2 separate regions of the Cricetulus griseus genome follow, and region 2 is linked to region 1. Evidence: chromatin contacts called from public Hi-C data. All regions are on one chromosome and are shown on one strand. The core of a region is the stretch at or near the end of the contact, and the rest is flanking DNA. Distances in the headings are between cores, read along the strand shown. Region 1 has its middle 270 kb from the start of Fkbp4. Region 2 has its middle 230 kb from the start of Fkbp4.

Region 1 (7,925 bases), core at 2,708-5,207:
TATCCCTGTTAAGTTTGAGTTGAAGATTTAATTGGAAATCTTCTAGTAGGAAAATAAACGACAGATCATAAATGTAATAAACTTTTGTCATTATAGAATATCATAGTGAAGGAGGTGTCAGGACAGGAAAGGGTTAAGGTGGGAAAGTGGAGGTGCCAGGGCCTTGGCTGAGGGAGGTGTTATCAGGTTAGAACAACCTATGATGTTTTCTTGAGGTTTGGGGGAAGCAGAGGACATAATTCAGTTCATAGCATGTCCTACTCAACTTAAAGCAGTTGGTTGCATTTGCCTGCAAATGATTTTGTGTGTGTATATGACTGGGTCATAACCAAATGTATAGGTATTTATATATGCAGGTCAACCCCCCCCAAAAAAATTATGACTTCTAGACACCAAGTGAAACCTCAGGTTAGCATAAGACTTTTAATGCAAATTAAAATTTCATTCAAACAGCAAGTGCTCTTCTCTAACTTACCCTGTAATAAAATTACACCAACACTCAGAAAAATTTCAAAATTGTGATAAAGCAGTGGCTAAAAGTGTTGCTATTCCAGTTACTGAACTTTCCACTGCCAACAAAAGTAGGTCAGTTGTTTTTCTTCACAGGAAATACCAACCACAAAGGTCTTAGAAACCGACTTTTGTAATTACTGATAGCAAACGTGCCAACCAGTGTATTAATGGTCTAATAACACTTGCCTGAAGTCTGTGGGGACAGGAAGAGCTAAAATTCTTTTTTCCACATGCTGTAGTGGCTCAGGCATTTAATCCTAGCACTCTTAATCAGAGGCATAGTGAGTTTCAGGCCGGGTCATTGTAATGAGACCTTTTCTCAAATATAAGCATGCAAACAAAAACCTCAAACTACACACATACACACACAAAACTAAGAGCTGTCTTTCCCAAACTAATAATGGTGTTAATTTTATTATTTTAGAGTAATATGGTTCACATTATTTTGTGTCATCAAAAACAAAGGGAAAAAAACAGCTGCTGGAAGTTAAAATGCTCAGAGTTCCACTTTTATAAAGCAATGCGGTTCCCTTATTAGCAGGGAACCAGTTCAATCAGTCATTTGTTAATGAACATTCATCCATGCTACTCTCCATATTACTTGTTGGGAAGAGCCGTATGTAAAAGTGGAAGTACAGAATTCCAGTGCATGGCAACAGCAAATGTAAAGCAAAAAAGCTGCATCTCCATAATTTAAAGTGTGAGTTGGAGCAGATGCTTGCCTGGGGCTATACAGATGGTTGTGGTGTTAGGGATGGAGGTTGTGGTGTTAATAAAAGTTAGAGAATGTACAGAAAGCCCAGGAAGTCCCAAGCTAGCAGCCAAGAGGCTTTGGCTTTGTAATTCTGGTTGGTAGGCAATGCTAACCATTAGTACATTAATGGACCCATAACACTTGCCTGAGTCTGTGGGGATAGACAGGGTTAAGATATTCTTTCCTCTTGGCATCGTGACTCATGCCGTTAGTCCTAGCACTCTGAAGCAGAGGCAGGCAGATCTCTGTGGAGGATAGAAATTTACATAAACAAATTTCTTTCATTCATTGTTGCATAGAATACACAAAATACATACATACAGTCTCTAAAACCTCAAATCTACCTGTTACCTCTGAGGGAGCAAAATGAAAAATGGCATTTTAAAAGTACATTTAATAAAATAGATTTATTAAATACATTTTAATAAATACATTTGATTTTAGACGTTCACATTTTTGCCTGACACATAAAAGCATTGATTATGTTGCAAGAGCCGTGTTACGTTTTACTCTTAAATATTCATATTTCTGTGTGGCCGAGCACATGAGCGCAAGTGCAGGCAGGTGCATGCCAGACACACTCAGGCCCAAGGTGCCTGGACCTTGGCAGAAGCCATTGCTATAGCTCAGTCCCAGGTCTCAGCCCCTTGTCTATGAAGTCTCCGTAGTTCCCCATGGCCCTTTATCCTTCAGCCTCCCCTTCCTGCTCTCTTTGTCATCCTTCATCTGTCTTCCTTATTCTTCCGATCTTGACGCCCCTCTGGCTGTCTTTAAGAGGGAACTGCCTGCTCCTTCCATTCTGCCTCGGCTGTCTGGCCTGCAATCGCCACCCCCCTGGAGGGGTGCAAGGCTCAGGGCACACCTGTGAGGGGTTATCTAGATTAAAGGTAGCCTCTGAGAATGCATTTGAGGGATCGTCTCAGCAACATAGAAGGATGTGGGAAGACCCATCTTTATAGTGGGCAGGACCATTCCTGGGTGAGGATGGGGGCAGGGGAGTGTAAGAGACACACACAGAGAGACAGAGACAGAGACACACACAGACAGACATAGACACACAAACAGACAGACATAGACACACACAGAGACAGAGAGACAGAGACACACACACAGAGACAGACATAGACACACACAGACAGAGAGACAGAGACAGAGACACACACAGACAGACATAGACACACACATAGACAGAGAGACATAGACACACACAGAGACAGACATAGACACACACACAGACAGACATAGACACACACAGACAGACATAGACATACACACAGAGACAGACATAGACACACACAGAGACAGACATAGACACACACAGACAGACATAGACATACACACAGAGACAGACATAGACACACACACAGACAGAGACAGACACACACACAGACAGACATAGACACACAGAGAGACAGAGACATAGACACACACAGACAGACATAGACATACACACAGAGACAGACATAGACACACACAGACAGACATAGACACACACAGACAGACATAGACATACACACAGAGACAGACATAGACACACAACACAGACAGAGACAGACACACACACAGACAGACATAGACACACACAGACAGACATAGACATACACAGAGAGACAGACATAGACACACACACACAGACAGACATAGACACACAAACAGAGACAGACATAGACACACACAGACAGACATAGACACACACAGACAGACATAGACATACACACAGAGACAGACATAGACACACACACAGACAGACATAGACACACAGACAGACAGAAACAGATACACACAGACACACATAGACACACACACACAGAGACACAGAGACATAGACACACACAGAGACAGACATATACACACAGAGACAGAGACACACAGAGAGACAGAAACAGACACACACACACAGAAACAGAGACACACAGAGAGACACACATAGACACATAGACAGAGACACACACAGGAACAGAGGGAGAGAGAGACATGCAAAGACAGACAGACAGACACAGAGAGACACACAGAAAGAGACAGAGACATAGACACACACAGAAACAGAGGAAGAGAGAGCGATGCAGAGACACACAGACAGACAGACAGACAGACAGACAGACAGACAGACACGGAGAGAGTGCTGAGTGCACATTTGTTTCCTGACTGTATGCGATGTTACCAACCACGTCAAGCTCCGGCTGCCTTGACTTCCCCGCTTTGATTGACTGTGCCTTCAAATGTGGACCAAAATAAACCTGTCTTTAAGTTTCCTTTGTCGGGATGTTTTGTCAAAGCAACGAAGACAACGACCCCATGCTGTCTCTGAAACACTATGGATACCGATTGTTGTCACAAACAGGCTCTTCGGTTCTGAAGCTCTGAAAGCTTTAACACCTTGCCCTAGCCTGGTCTAGGGCATGAGAAGATGGGTGGACACCCTGAACCACCCCTGCAAGGAAACCTAGAGCTGGGTCTAGGGAGGCGGGAAGACAGGGTGCTCGCCTTTTGCGGGTGGGCTCCTTGAAGGAGCTGTGGCATGTTGGGGGAGGACCCGCAGGAATCAAGTGTCAAGAAAATGCGTGGGGAGTTGAAGTTCAAGAACCAGGCGAAGAGCGTGGGATTGGAGAGAGGGAGAGTGGGGGCCCTGTAGAAGCCCTGGTTCTTTGTTACACTTCGGACAGGCAGAGATAAAGTAGTCAGGCAGCCTACGTCACCAAGAGGAAGCTTCAACTACTCAGCTAGCAGCCAAAGCTCCCGCCGGCTCTGGTGGCGCAGGCCGGTAGGATTTGCTGAAGGAGGCAGAGGCAGGAGGATCTGGAGTTCGAGGCCAGCCTGGACTACACATTTTTTTTTCCGCCTTCCAACAAACAACACACAAACGCACAGCTACACAGCACCCCAAACAACCCAACAGCCACAAGGCCGCTCCCCCAGCTCCTGCCACCCGGACCCTGCTCGGCCCCCCTGTCCCCACCCCACCCATCCGCACCAGCTCCTGCAGACGCTCGGGCGCCCGCTCCACACCGCCGCTCCCGCGCCTTGAGCGCTCCTCTCCGCCCGCGCCCCGCGCTCCTCTCCGCCCGCGCCCCGCGCTCCCTCCCCGGAACCCGCTGCTCAGCCCTCCGACCCTCGGGTTCCTTTTCCCTCGTCCCGCTCGTGCCGACCGGCGAGTCCGCCGCCGTCGCTCAGAGCAGAAATGTTCGCAGCCAAGAGTCCGGGAGTTTGTTTTTTGCTTTCTTTTTAAGCTCGAGCGTTCGTTTTTTATGCTTCCCGCGTGAAAATGACGATTATCTGGAACTGAAAGGTGGAACGCGCCCCGCGGAGGCCCGGTTGCGCAACGGCTGGTGACTACTTGTGGGAAAGAATGCGCGCGTCTCTCGGGCTGGAGAGATGGCTCAGCCGTTAAAGGCTAGGCTCACAACCAAAAATATAAGAGTTCGGTTCCCAGCACCCACGGCTGTCTCTCCAGCCACCTTTTTTGTCCTACGCCGCACCCGCGCGCGCTCCGACACCGACAGTAGAAACAAAAACAACAATCTTAAAGGGAATTAAAGGAAAAAAAAAAAAAAGAAAAGCAGAAAATTAAAAGGAAAAAAGTTAACCCTTTGTGTCCTCGCTAGAACGCTAGTTCTCATTTAATTCTAACCCCCTATTACCAATTTTCCTGCCCTGAAATTCTCAATTAACTCTTCTTCTAATTAACTGCTTAGAAAGCCAGATCCAAACCAGCCCCACCCCAGTGCTCAGGGCTCTCAGAGACACAGAGAGCCGCACTCCCCGCCCGCTGTCGACACCGCCTCTCTTCTGCCTGCTGCTCCTGACCTCAGCTCCAGGGCTCGCAGTGTGGGGCTCGCAGCGAACAAGCAGCGCTCGCACACGGCCCCGCTGCGCCCCGTGCGTGGGACCCGCGGGTTTGCGCTGTGTCTGCTCTTCACTTAGCATGAAGACTTCGCTCATCCTCAGCGGACCCGCAGCCTTTTCTTTTCCCCATCCAAACCTCCCCTCCCCATTTCTAGTCTTCCCTTTTCTCCTCCCCTCACGCATTCTCCTCCGTTTTGAAAAGTATTTTTGGCATTCCGGGCTTCTCTCAAGCCACCAGGACCTAGGAACCCCCTACAGCTTTCTGGTTCTTGTGGTCTCTGCTGCTCAGCTGTTGGTTGCCCAGGGAGCTCCTCCTTCCCTGGGCGTCGGTAGCAATCCCTCCACAAGCAGGGTGAAGGGACCTCTCACCTTGTCTATGGCAGCCACCTGCTTGTCTGCTCCCTGACCAGCGTCTCCCCTGTGTCAAGCCTGACCCTCGGGCTGCAGCTTTGCATTTCCCCCTGGGGTCAAAGCTCCCAATGCACGCTTTCCTGGATGGTGTATCGCGATGCCCGCCTCTAGCAGGACTCAGGCAGAAGTGCTCTGCTGCTGCGGGATGAGGGCAGGGATGAGTGACAGTGGTTCCTTGGGCCATGGATTCCCAGGTCCTTCTCGGTGTGGGTGGTGTGGAGGTGAATGAAACCAAACAGCCCTTCCATCCATGCTAAAGGGATTCTGGGCCTATACACGTCTTATTTACTGGCTAACAACCATTCCTAAGAATAAGCAAATTTGCCCGTTGCTTTGGCCACTCGGCTGGTGCGGATGCTGCTGAACACACATCTGTTTAGACCCCCTTTCAAATTCACATCCGTGGGTGCCTGGGCCCCCCATAAAAGCTACAAATCCAGACAGCAGATATGTGAACTTTCTTAAAACTGTGTGTGTGTGTGTGTGTGTGTGTGTGAGAGAGAGAGAGAGAGAGAGAGAGAGAGAGAGAGAGAGAGAGAGAGAGAGAGAGAGAGAGAGAGACTCAATACTGTGGACTTCAAGGGTGAACTTTAGGGATGCCACCGCCCTGCTGCAACTTCAAAACGTTGAAGATACTGATTAGGTCAGGATGCTGAAGCACGGGGCTTGGTAGGATGTCCTTGCTGGCTCTAGATTCCTGTTTCACGTGTGATCTTCTCACGCATCCCTTGGGATGCTGCTTGCTTGAGCCCATCACCAAGGGCCAAATCCATGAGATCACCTACTCTTGGATTAGCCTTCAAAACCACGAACTAGAGAAAATTCTCAGGAAGGTAGAAGGATCATTTGTGACAGGGAATAAACAGAAGGGGGAGAGGCAAGTGAGGGGTGGAGGCGTGGTCAGTGTGACCAAAACATTATGTGTATGTGGCCAAAACGATCATGTCACAAGGTGCAACACGAAAAAGAAAAGACCCAGAGGCTGATATTAGGGTTCAAGCTTCAAGCTGAAGATCAGGAAAGCAAAGCATCCAGCCACTCGCTGTCACTCACTGTACCTCAGACTGAAAGGTGACCCTGGCTCCACCACATCTCAGACTGTACCCTCTTCTCTGTGGCTGGGGAATCCTGAGACCTCAGTGTCTTCCCATCCATCCTCAGTGTGGCTGGAGAATGACTTCCACGGCTGGCCGACGGTGCCGGGGTGTGTTTCCCGGCGTGACCAGCAGGGGACGCTGGCCGGGGGACCTCCGGGATTGTGCAGGGGTGGTGCGCTGGGGGGAGGGCGGCAGGCTTGAGGCCGGAGAGTGCGGGACTCCAGAGCAGAGCGTGAGTAAAGCTGGCAGAGAGCGTGGGTTTGCAACAGAAAGGACAAAGTGCTGTTAACTTCATTGGAACTGTGATCCTCTCATTGGACACCATTAGGTTGCGTCATCAAGAATAAGCTTCAACTACTCAGCTAGCAGCCAACGCTCCCGCCGGCTCTGGTGGCGCAGGCCGGTAGGATTTGCTGAAGGAGGCAGAGGCAGGAGGATCTGGAGTTCGAGGCCAGCCTGGACTACACATTTTTTTTTCCGCCTTCCAACAAACAACACACAAACGCACAGCTACACAGCACCCCAAACAACCCAACAGCCACAAGGCAGCTCCCCCTGCTCCTGCCACCCGCACCCTGCTCGGCCACCCGCGTCCCCACCCCACCCATCCGCACCAGCTCCTGCAGACGCTCGGGCGCCCGCTCCACACCGCCGCTCCCGCGCCTTGAGCGCTCCTCTCCGCCCGCGCCCCGCGCTCCTCTCCGCCCGCGCCCCGCGCTCCCTCCCCGGAACCCGCTGCTCAGCCCTCCGACCCTCGGGTTCCTTTTCCCTCGTCCCGCTCGTGCCGACCGGCGAGTCCGCAGCCGTCGCTCAGAGCAGAAATGTTCGCAGCCAAGAATCCTGGATTTTGTTTTTTGTTTTCTTTTTAAGCTCGAGCGTTTGTTTTTTATGCTTCCCGCGTGAAAACGACGATTATCTGGAACTGGAAGGTGGAACGTGCCCCGCGGAGGCCCGGTTGCGCAACGGCTGGTGACTACTTGTGGGAAAGAATGCGCGCGTCTCTCGGGCTGGAGAGATGGCTCAGCCGTTAAAGGCTAGGCTCACAACCAAAAATATAAGAGTTCGGTTCCCAGCACCCACGGCTGTCTCTCCAGCCACCTTTTTTGTCCTACGCCGCACCCGCGCGCGCTCCGACACCGACAGTAGAAACAAAAACAACAATCTTAAAGGGAATTAAAGGAAAAAAAAAAAAGAAAAGCAGAAAATTAAAAGGAAAAAAGTTAACCCTTTGTGTCCTCGCTAGAACGCTAGTTCTCATTTAATTCTAACCCCCTATTCTTACCAATTTTCCTGCCCTGAAATTCTCA
Region 2 (7,925 bases), core at 1,896-4,395, 40 kb before region 1:
GTCAATATGGATAGATCAATGGCCTCTAACAGAAGAGAAACTACAGGCTGCTCAGCGGTTGGTGCAGGAACAGCTGGACAGTGGTCATATTGAGCCTTCGAATTCCCCATGCAATTCTCCTATTTTTGTGATTAGAAAGAAATCAGGGAAATGGAGGCTGATACAAGATTTGAGGAAAGTTAATAAAACCATGCAGCCAATGGGAGCACTACAGCCAGGATTACCCATTCCTGCAGCTGTACCAAAGGGTACTTATAAGATTGTTGTAGACCTAAAAGATTGTTTTTATACTATTCCCCTGGTTCCTCAGGACTGTCATAGGTTTGCATTTAGCATTCCTTCAGTTAATTTTAAAGAGCCATGAGGAGGTACCATTGGAAGGTTTTACCCCAGGGCATGGCCAATAGTGCAACTTTATGCCAAAAGTTTGTGTCTCGAGCTATACAAATGGTTAGGGACAGATTTCCACAAGTCTTTATTGTTCATTATATAGATGATATTTTACTTGTCCATAAATATGAAGCGGTTCTGCTCGAGATTTATGGACAGCTACAGCAAAGTCTCAAGAGAGCAGGCTTAGTGAGTGCTCCAGAGAAGGTACAGAGACAGCCACCTTTTCAATATTTGGGTCATATGTTATATGCTAAAGAGATTAGACCTCAGAAATTAGAGATTAAAAAAGATAGCTTACGGTCCTTAAATGACTTTCAAAAATTAATAGGGAATATTCAATGGTTACGTCCTTTTTAAAGAGAGCCTACTGGTGATTTGAAACCGCTCTGTGATATTTTAAAGGGAGATAATGATCCAAATTCACCTAGAAAGCTAACAGAGGAAGGTAGACGAGTCCTGCTACAATTGGAGGAGGCGATTCAGCGTCAACAAATATGTTATATTGACTATGCAAAGCCATGGGAGGCTTATATACTCCCCACAAGGCATAGTCCGACTTCTGTTCTGTGGCAGGAGGGACCATTACTCTGGCTACACCTACCAGTCTCGCCATCCAAAGTATTAGACCCTTATTTTGAAGCAGTAGCCTGCATGGTACAAAAATGCCTTGTAAAAGCTAGGAAGTATTTTGGCAAAGAGCCAAATATAATACATGTCCCTTACACCAAGCATCAGGTTAATGGGTTGTTCCAAAACAGTGATTCATGGGCGATTGCTTTTGATCAGTTTTTAGGGAGAATTGATATTCAGTTTCCAGCTCATGGACTGTTGCAATTTACACTAATGCATCCTTTTATATTTCCAAAAATTGTTAAAAGCAATCCTGTAAAAAATGCTATGTTAGTTTTTACTGATGGCTCCTCCAATGGGAGAGCCGCCTATATTATTGATGGAAAGAAATATGTGGAGCAGACAACTCCGGCTTCAGCTCAAATAGTCGAATTGGCGAGCAGTTGCAATGGTCTTTCAGCTCCTAGTAAATAATTCATTTAATTTGTACACTGACAGTCATTATGTCTGAAGAAGATGGTGTCGGTTGGGTGTCGGTCGCGAGCGAAACGAGGTTGAAAGTAGAGTGCGGAGAGCCTTTGTGGGTGTAGGAATTTTAGTGTAGTGTGTAGCTGTGGATGTTTTGTTGGAGGACAAAAAAAAAAATGTGTAGTCCTGGCTGGCCTCGAACTCCAGATCCACCTGCCTCTGCCTCCTTCAGCAAATCCTTCCGGCCTGCGCCACCAGAGCCGGCGGGAGTCAAGCCCATCAAACCATTAGTTAGTGCAGAGTTACGATGACGTACTCGCCCTCCCAACACTGTGGGCGGAGTGTAGAGTGAAAACTACCACGCCCAGTTCGCCTTCTCCCCAACCGCTCTCGGCCTGGCTCTAACCTGCTCTCAGCCCGCCCGGCTCACACACTCCCCTCATTCCCGGGAACCCCAACTTCAGGAGCCCCGAAGGCCTCTCCCGCCCCGCGCCCCCTGCTGGTCACCCCGGGAAACACTCCCGCACCTCCGGCCGTGGATTCCTTCCAACCCGCTCGCTCTCCTCGTCCTGCGTGGGGCGTCTTCTTGGGAACCAGACTCAATTGCTGCGAGTAAAGGAACCGCAGAACCAGACCCTCTTGTGCCGGCGGGGTCAGGGTCAGGCAAGTGTGACAAGGTCCCAGGGTGCCTGTGACCTGCTGACTTCATCCTGAACTCCAGTCTCTCTATGTATTTCCTCCTGTGTGTGCTCACCTTTCTTGCACAGCCTATGAGAACTGTCAGGTTTCTAGTAGGTTCACCAGGGTGTCTGTGTGAGGATGAGCTGCAAACTTCCAGGCTCCTTCATGCAAAACTAGAAACCAGGAGTCTTTCCTCGTGGTGTTTTCACTTTAATCCTCAGGATGAGTAGCGATGCTGTGCAACTTTTCCCGTGCTCCTTGGTCAACTTTATGCTGTTGGGATGCTCAGCCTTGATTGTCAACGTGCTAAGATTAGGAAATACCTGGGAAATTAGTGGAGCATATCTCGTGAGTGTCTGTGAGGACGGGTCTGGTGAGCATTATCAGATCTTGAGGGTTTTCAGGGAACGCATGGACCAATTCCTGGGAATATTCAACAGATGATGGCATTTGAGAGCTGGTCAAGCTTTGCAACCATGGGTCTTCTCTGGATACCGCATTCATTTTCTTCCACCCCACAGTCTTCTCAGGTAACTCATAAATTTGGGCCTCATGAGTGTCCCCAAATTCTTGCATATTCCTTTTAAATATTTTTCTTTGTTTGTTTTTAAGGTATTGTTTCCCAGTTGCTCTGCTGTGTCTGCAGGTCCTGACATTCTGTCTTTACTTGACCCTATGTCAACTAGGAAGGCTTTCCACTGAGTCTTCTCAATGAGAGGGAGACTCCCTTGAGAGCCAGGGCAATGAAAACCAGATGCAGCCACAGGGCCGAGCAATGCCCTTGCGTGTATAGAAACCTTGATACATCTCCCCAGCAATCCCCGCTTTGCTTAGTAAGTCTTCCAGGAGGCCTTGAAAGAAGGACAAAGAGACCACCATCCTGTTTAGTCTCCACCAAAGTGTTATGTGTGGCCTGGCAATGCTCCCAAGCCGTCCACCCTTCCTGACGTAAAAGACATTTAAGTCCACACTATGGGTTTCAAGTAGCCGTTAGACTATGCGAGCATTGGCCAGCGCGGAGGTGGAGCGTGTGAGTCGGTGTGTGAGCAAAGGCTTGTGAGCAGCAGGGTGGAGCAGGCGCCTGTGCGTCTAGAAAAGATGGTGTCGGTTGGGTGTCAGTCGCGAGCGAAATGAGGTTGAGAGTAGAGTGTGGAGAGCCTTTGTGGGTGTAGGAATTTTACTGTAGCCTGTAGCTGTGGATGTTTTGTTGGAGGACAAGAAAAAAAAATGTGTAGTCCTGGCTGGCCTCGAACTCCAGATCCACCTGCCTCTGCCTCCTTCAGCAAATCCTTCCGGCCTGCGCCACCAGAGCCGGCGGAAGCAGCTCACATCAAACCGTTAGTTAGCGCTGAGTTACGATGACGTACTCGCCCTCCCAACACTGTGGGCGGAGTGTAGAGTGAAAACTACCACGCCCAGTTCGCCTTCTCCCCAACCGCTCTCGGCCTGGCTCTAACCTGCTCTCAGCCCGCCCGGCTCACACACTCCCCTCATTCCCGGGAACCCCAACTTCAGGAGCCCCGAAGGCCTCTCCCGCCCCCCGCCCCCTGCTGGTCACCCCGGGAAACACTCCCGCACCTCCGGCCGTGGATTCCTTCCAACCCGCTCGCTCTCCTCGTCCTGCGTGGGGCGTCTTCTTGGGAACCAGACTCAATTGCTGCGAGTAAAGGAACCGCAGAACCAGACCCTCTTGTGCCGGCGGGGTCAGGGTCAGGCAAGTGTGACAAGGACCCAGGGTGCCTGTGACCTACTGACTTCAACGCTGAACTCCAGTCTCTTTATGTATTTCCTCCTGTGTGTGCTCACCTTTCTTGCACAGCCTAGGAGAACTGCTAGGTTTCTAGTTGGTTCACCAGGGTGTCTGTGTGAGGATGAGCTGCAAACTTCCAGGCTCGTTCAAGCAAAGCGACAAACCAGGAATCTTTCCTCGTGGTGTTTTCACTTTAATCCTCATGATGAGTAGCGATGCTGTGCAACTTTTCCCGTGCTCCTTGGTCAACTTTGTGCTGTTGGGATGCTCAGCCTTGATTGTCAACGTGCTAAGATTAGGAAATACCTGGGAAATTAGTGGAGCATATCTCGTGAGTGTCTGTGAGGACGGGTCTGGTGAGCATTATCAGATCTTGAGGGATTTCAGGGAACTCATGGACCAATTCCTGGGAATATTCAACAGATGATGGCATTTGAGAGTTGGTCAAGAGATTGTGGACTGCTGGAGTGTGGTTCACAACTAAGACAAGCATTGCAACCATGGGTCTTCTCTGGATACCCCATTCATTTTCTTCCACCTGAGAGTCTTCTCGGGTAACTCATAAGTTTGGGCCTCATGGTGTCCCCAAATTCTTGCATATTCCTTTTAAATATTTTTTCTTTCTTTGATTTAAAGATATTGTTCTCCAGTTTCTCTGCTGTGTCTCCCGGTCCTGACATCCTATCTCCTGCTTGACCCTATGTGAGGGAGACTCCCTTGAGAGCCAGGGCAATGAAAACCAGATGCAGCCACAGGGCCGAGCAATGCCCTTGCGTGTATAAAAACCTTGATACATCTCCCCAGTAATCCCCTTTCCTTAGTAAATCTTCCAGGAGGCCTTGAAAGAAGGACAAAGAGACCACCATCCTGTTTAGTCTCCACCAAAGTGTTATGTGTGGCCTGGCAATGCTCCCAAGCCGTCCTCCCTTCCTGACATGAAAGACATTTAAGCCCACACTGTGTTTAAAGCAGCCGTTAGACTATGGTACGGAACAGGTCTCTGTCTGGCTAGGCTCTGGTCTGGTTCTCTCCATGACTCCTCTCACATATAAAAGCTGTTTGCCTGAAGGTGTCTGGTGTCCTGTCCTCGGGTGACCCTAACAGATGGGATATTGAATTTTTCAGTTCTAGCTCCATTTCAGCCCGAGCTCCCTTCAGTATTTATTCCTCTGTATTAAGTGCGCCCTTCCCTTTGTCTGTCTTCTCTTGGACTTCAGCTGGGACTGTATTCCTGTCCTCTTTAAGTGCATTAAAGAGGTGTGACCTCCTCAAACCCGATCACTTCCTTGCTTCTGTTTACTATTATTCTTTAAAATCCTAAATCCTGCGAGTAATCTCATGAACCGTGTAGTTGTGGATATTTACTTGGAAGAAAAAAAAATGTGTAGTCCAGGCTGGCCTCGAACTCCAGATCCTCCTGCCTCTGCCTCCTTCAGCAAATCCTACCGGCCTGCGCCACCAAAGCCGGCGGGAAGTTGTCCTCTTTGCTTTCTACTTGAGGACGAGCTCTCGTGAGGTCACTGGCCCCCACCCTCGGAGAAAAAGGGCGGAGCTTTGGCCGCGGGATTTAGCCCTTAGGCAATTCAAAGGTGAGCACTATGCCCGCCTCCCACACACTCCCAAGCCCACCTAAGCAGAAGCTTTGCAAACTAGCAAGATTCACTCATTTCCCTATTTAGTGTCTGTTGACAGTGCTTTTGGTGTCACATCCAGGAAGTCATCGTCAAATATAATGTCAGGAATGTTTCATGTTTTCTTATAGGAATTTTAGAATGTTAGGGCTCTGTATATCTCCTTAATTCCTTCTGAGTTGATTTTTGTATGTAATGAACAGTAAGCCCCAAACGTGCCTGGTCATCCAGTTCTCCCATCGTCATTCGCCCAAGAGACTGTCCCCCTCACCCCCACACGGTGTAGCTTTGGTACCTTGTCAAGATCATATATGTGAACATTTAATAATACTCTTTGTTACGTAACCGTTTGCTTTGATTTATTTTTCTCTATGCCAGTACCATACTAGTTATTAGAGGTTACTAATATATTTTCACATAAGCCTACCTAAGTCCTCCAGCTTTGTGTATTTTGTAAGCGTTTTTGGATGTTTCAAACGCATGCAGCTGTAGCAGACATTGCTAAGGTTTTATGGGGATTGCTTTGTGTCTGAACGTCACTTTGTTAACCCAAGATGTCATTTATTAGGGTTTGCTTTAATGTCATTCAGCATTGTGTTCTGACTCCCACTATATAAAACATTCACATTTATAACTTGGTTTATTCCTAAGTATTTTAGCCTGTTTCATGGTGTTGTCCAGGAAATTATTTTAGCTTTCTCTTCGAATTGCTCGTTGTAAGTGATGTACACAAGGTAACTGTGGTGGTTTAAGTAAGAAATGTTCTGTGTAGTCTTGAGCATTTGAACACTTGGTCCCCAGGTGGTGGTGCTGTTTGGAGAGGCTTTCGAGGGGTGGCCTTGCTGGAAGAGGTAAATCACTGGGGACAGGCTTGGAGACCCTAAGGCCCAACACTACTTCCACTTTGCTCTCTGTTTCATGCTTGTGCTTCAAGATGCGACCTCTTAGATTCCTGCTCCAGGTACCCTGTCTGCCTGCTACCTCTGCCCTGCTACTACAGACAGACAGACAGACAGACACACACACACACACACACACACACACACACACACACAACACACACGCACACAGAGAGAGAGAGAGGGAGAGAGAGAAACATCTTTAGAGTTGGTTTTTTTTTTTTTTTTTCCTTTACATATCATGTTCCAGGGCCAGTGAGATGGCTCAGTGACTAGAGTGGCTGCTGCCAGGCCGGAGGAGCCAGAGTTTGATCCCTGGGACCCATGTAGTGGACTTCTGCTGGTTGTCTCCTGAGCTCCACACGTGTGCCATGACTTTCGCACAGGTACACACATTGCACCCACACAAATAAATAAATGTAATGTTTAAAGAGTATGTTCTCTGCCAACAGAGAATGAGTTGATGTCTTCTCTAATATAGATGTCTTTGTTTTTTACTTCTTTTGTGCGCCTATGGCCTCCAGTCCTATGCTGGACAGCAGTGTGTTTATTGGCCAGCAGGGACAGGCACACTTGTTCTGAGTCTTACTCCATTGAGTAAGATATTAGCCTGGGGCTTTTTATAAATGGTGCTCACCGTGTTAGTGGAGTGTGTGAAATGTCTCGGCATCAAGTGGTGTGTGACCCTGTCAAATGCTGTTTCAGGCTTCCTGGAGATGACCATAGAGTGTGACCCTGTCAAATGCTGTTTCAGGCTTCCTGGAGATGACCATAGAGTGTGACCCTGTCAAATGCTGTTTCAGGCTTCCTGGAGATGACCATAGAGTATGACCCTGTCAAATGCTGTTTCAGACTTCCTGGAGATGACCGTAGAGTGTGACCCTGTCAAATGCTGTTTCAGGGTTCCCAGAGATGACCGAGAGACTTTGTTTTCCCTTTGTCAATATTGTGCACTGTATTGGATTCATGTGTTAAGGTATCCTTGTCTTCCTCATTGGTTGACATCAGCCCTCTTGTCTGTGAAAGGGCTGCCTTAGTGAAAGAAATCTGGAAGGTTAACAGGACGTCATACATGAAGGACATGGCCCTGGGTGAGAAGAGACCGGAAGTCCAAATATGAACACAACAGTCATGCTACAGTACTGCATTCTGCACACTAAATGAGCTCCCTGGCGTCAGCGAGAAGGTGGTTTCCGATGTGATATGCCTTCCAGCTGTGGCAAGTGTGTGGGTCACGACTGTTCCCGTTGATTCTCACAGACAATTCAATTGTCAAAGTTTTAAGTCAGGAAAAATGTTTTAGAGTCACCCAGACTTCCCTACAGTCTTTACACAGGGGCTGGGGGAAAGCAGAGGATTTGGACAACTGCAAGGGACATTTGGTTGAGCTATTTTTAAAATCACATTTATTTGTGGATTTGCGTGTATGAGTTTTATTTTATTTTATAATGATATGACTGAATTGGTAAGCAGGCTATGGAAGTTGAATCCGGAAACATGACCTTCTCTCCGAATTCAAGTCGGTCTGTGTGA

The links. A called contact is a pair of places that touch in the nucleus more often than the background predicts.
Region 2: a contact with region 1 is called in a Hi-C map of fibroblasts, with 3 times the contacts expected there. The contact joins two enhancer-like sites. A contact is called at or near these places in 5 of 8 Hi-C or Micro-C datasets (the CHK-Q cell line, the CHL-YN cell line, the CHO-K1 cell line and 1 more).

Annotation. Positions count from the first base shown.
Region 1 is chr8:17,698,498-17,706,422 of CriGri-PICRH-1.0, reverse strand. No RefSeq gene overlaps it. Among named protein-coding and RNA genes, the nearest start is that of Fkbp4, 270 kb to the left of the region's middle. Within about 2 kb of position 3,957, at least 3 of the 6 cell types and tissues checked have open chromatin away from gene starts, as enhancers often do. A contact at or near this core is called in the CHO-K1 cell line and fibroblasts, where this site is marked.
Region 2 is chr8:17,737,766-17,745,690 of CriGri-PICRH-1.0, reverse strand. No RefSeq gene overlaps it. Among named protein-coding and RNA genes, the nearest start is that of Fkbp4, 230 kb to the left of the region's middle. Within about 2 kb of position 3,145, at least 3 of the 6 cell types and tissues checked have open chromatin away from gene starts, as enhancers often do. A contact at or near this core is called in the CHO-K1 cell line and fibroblasts, where this site is marked.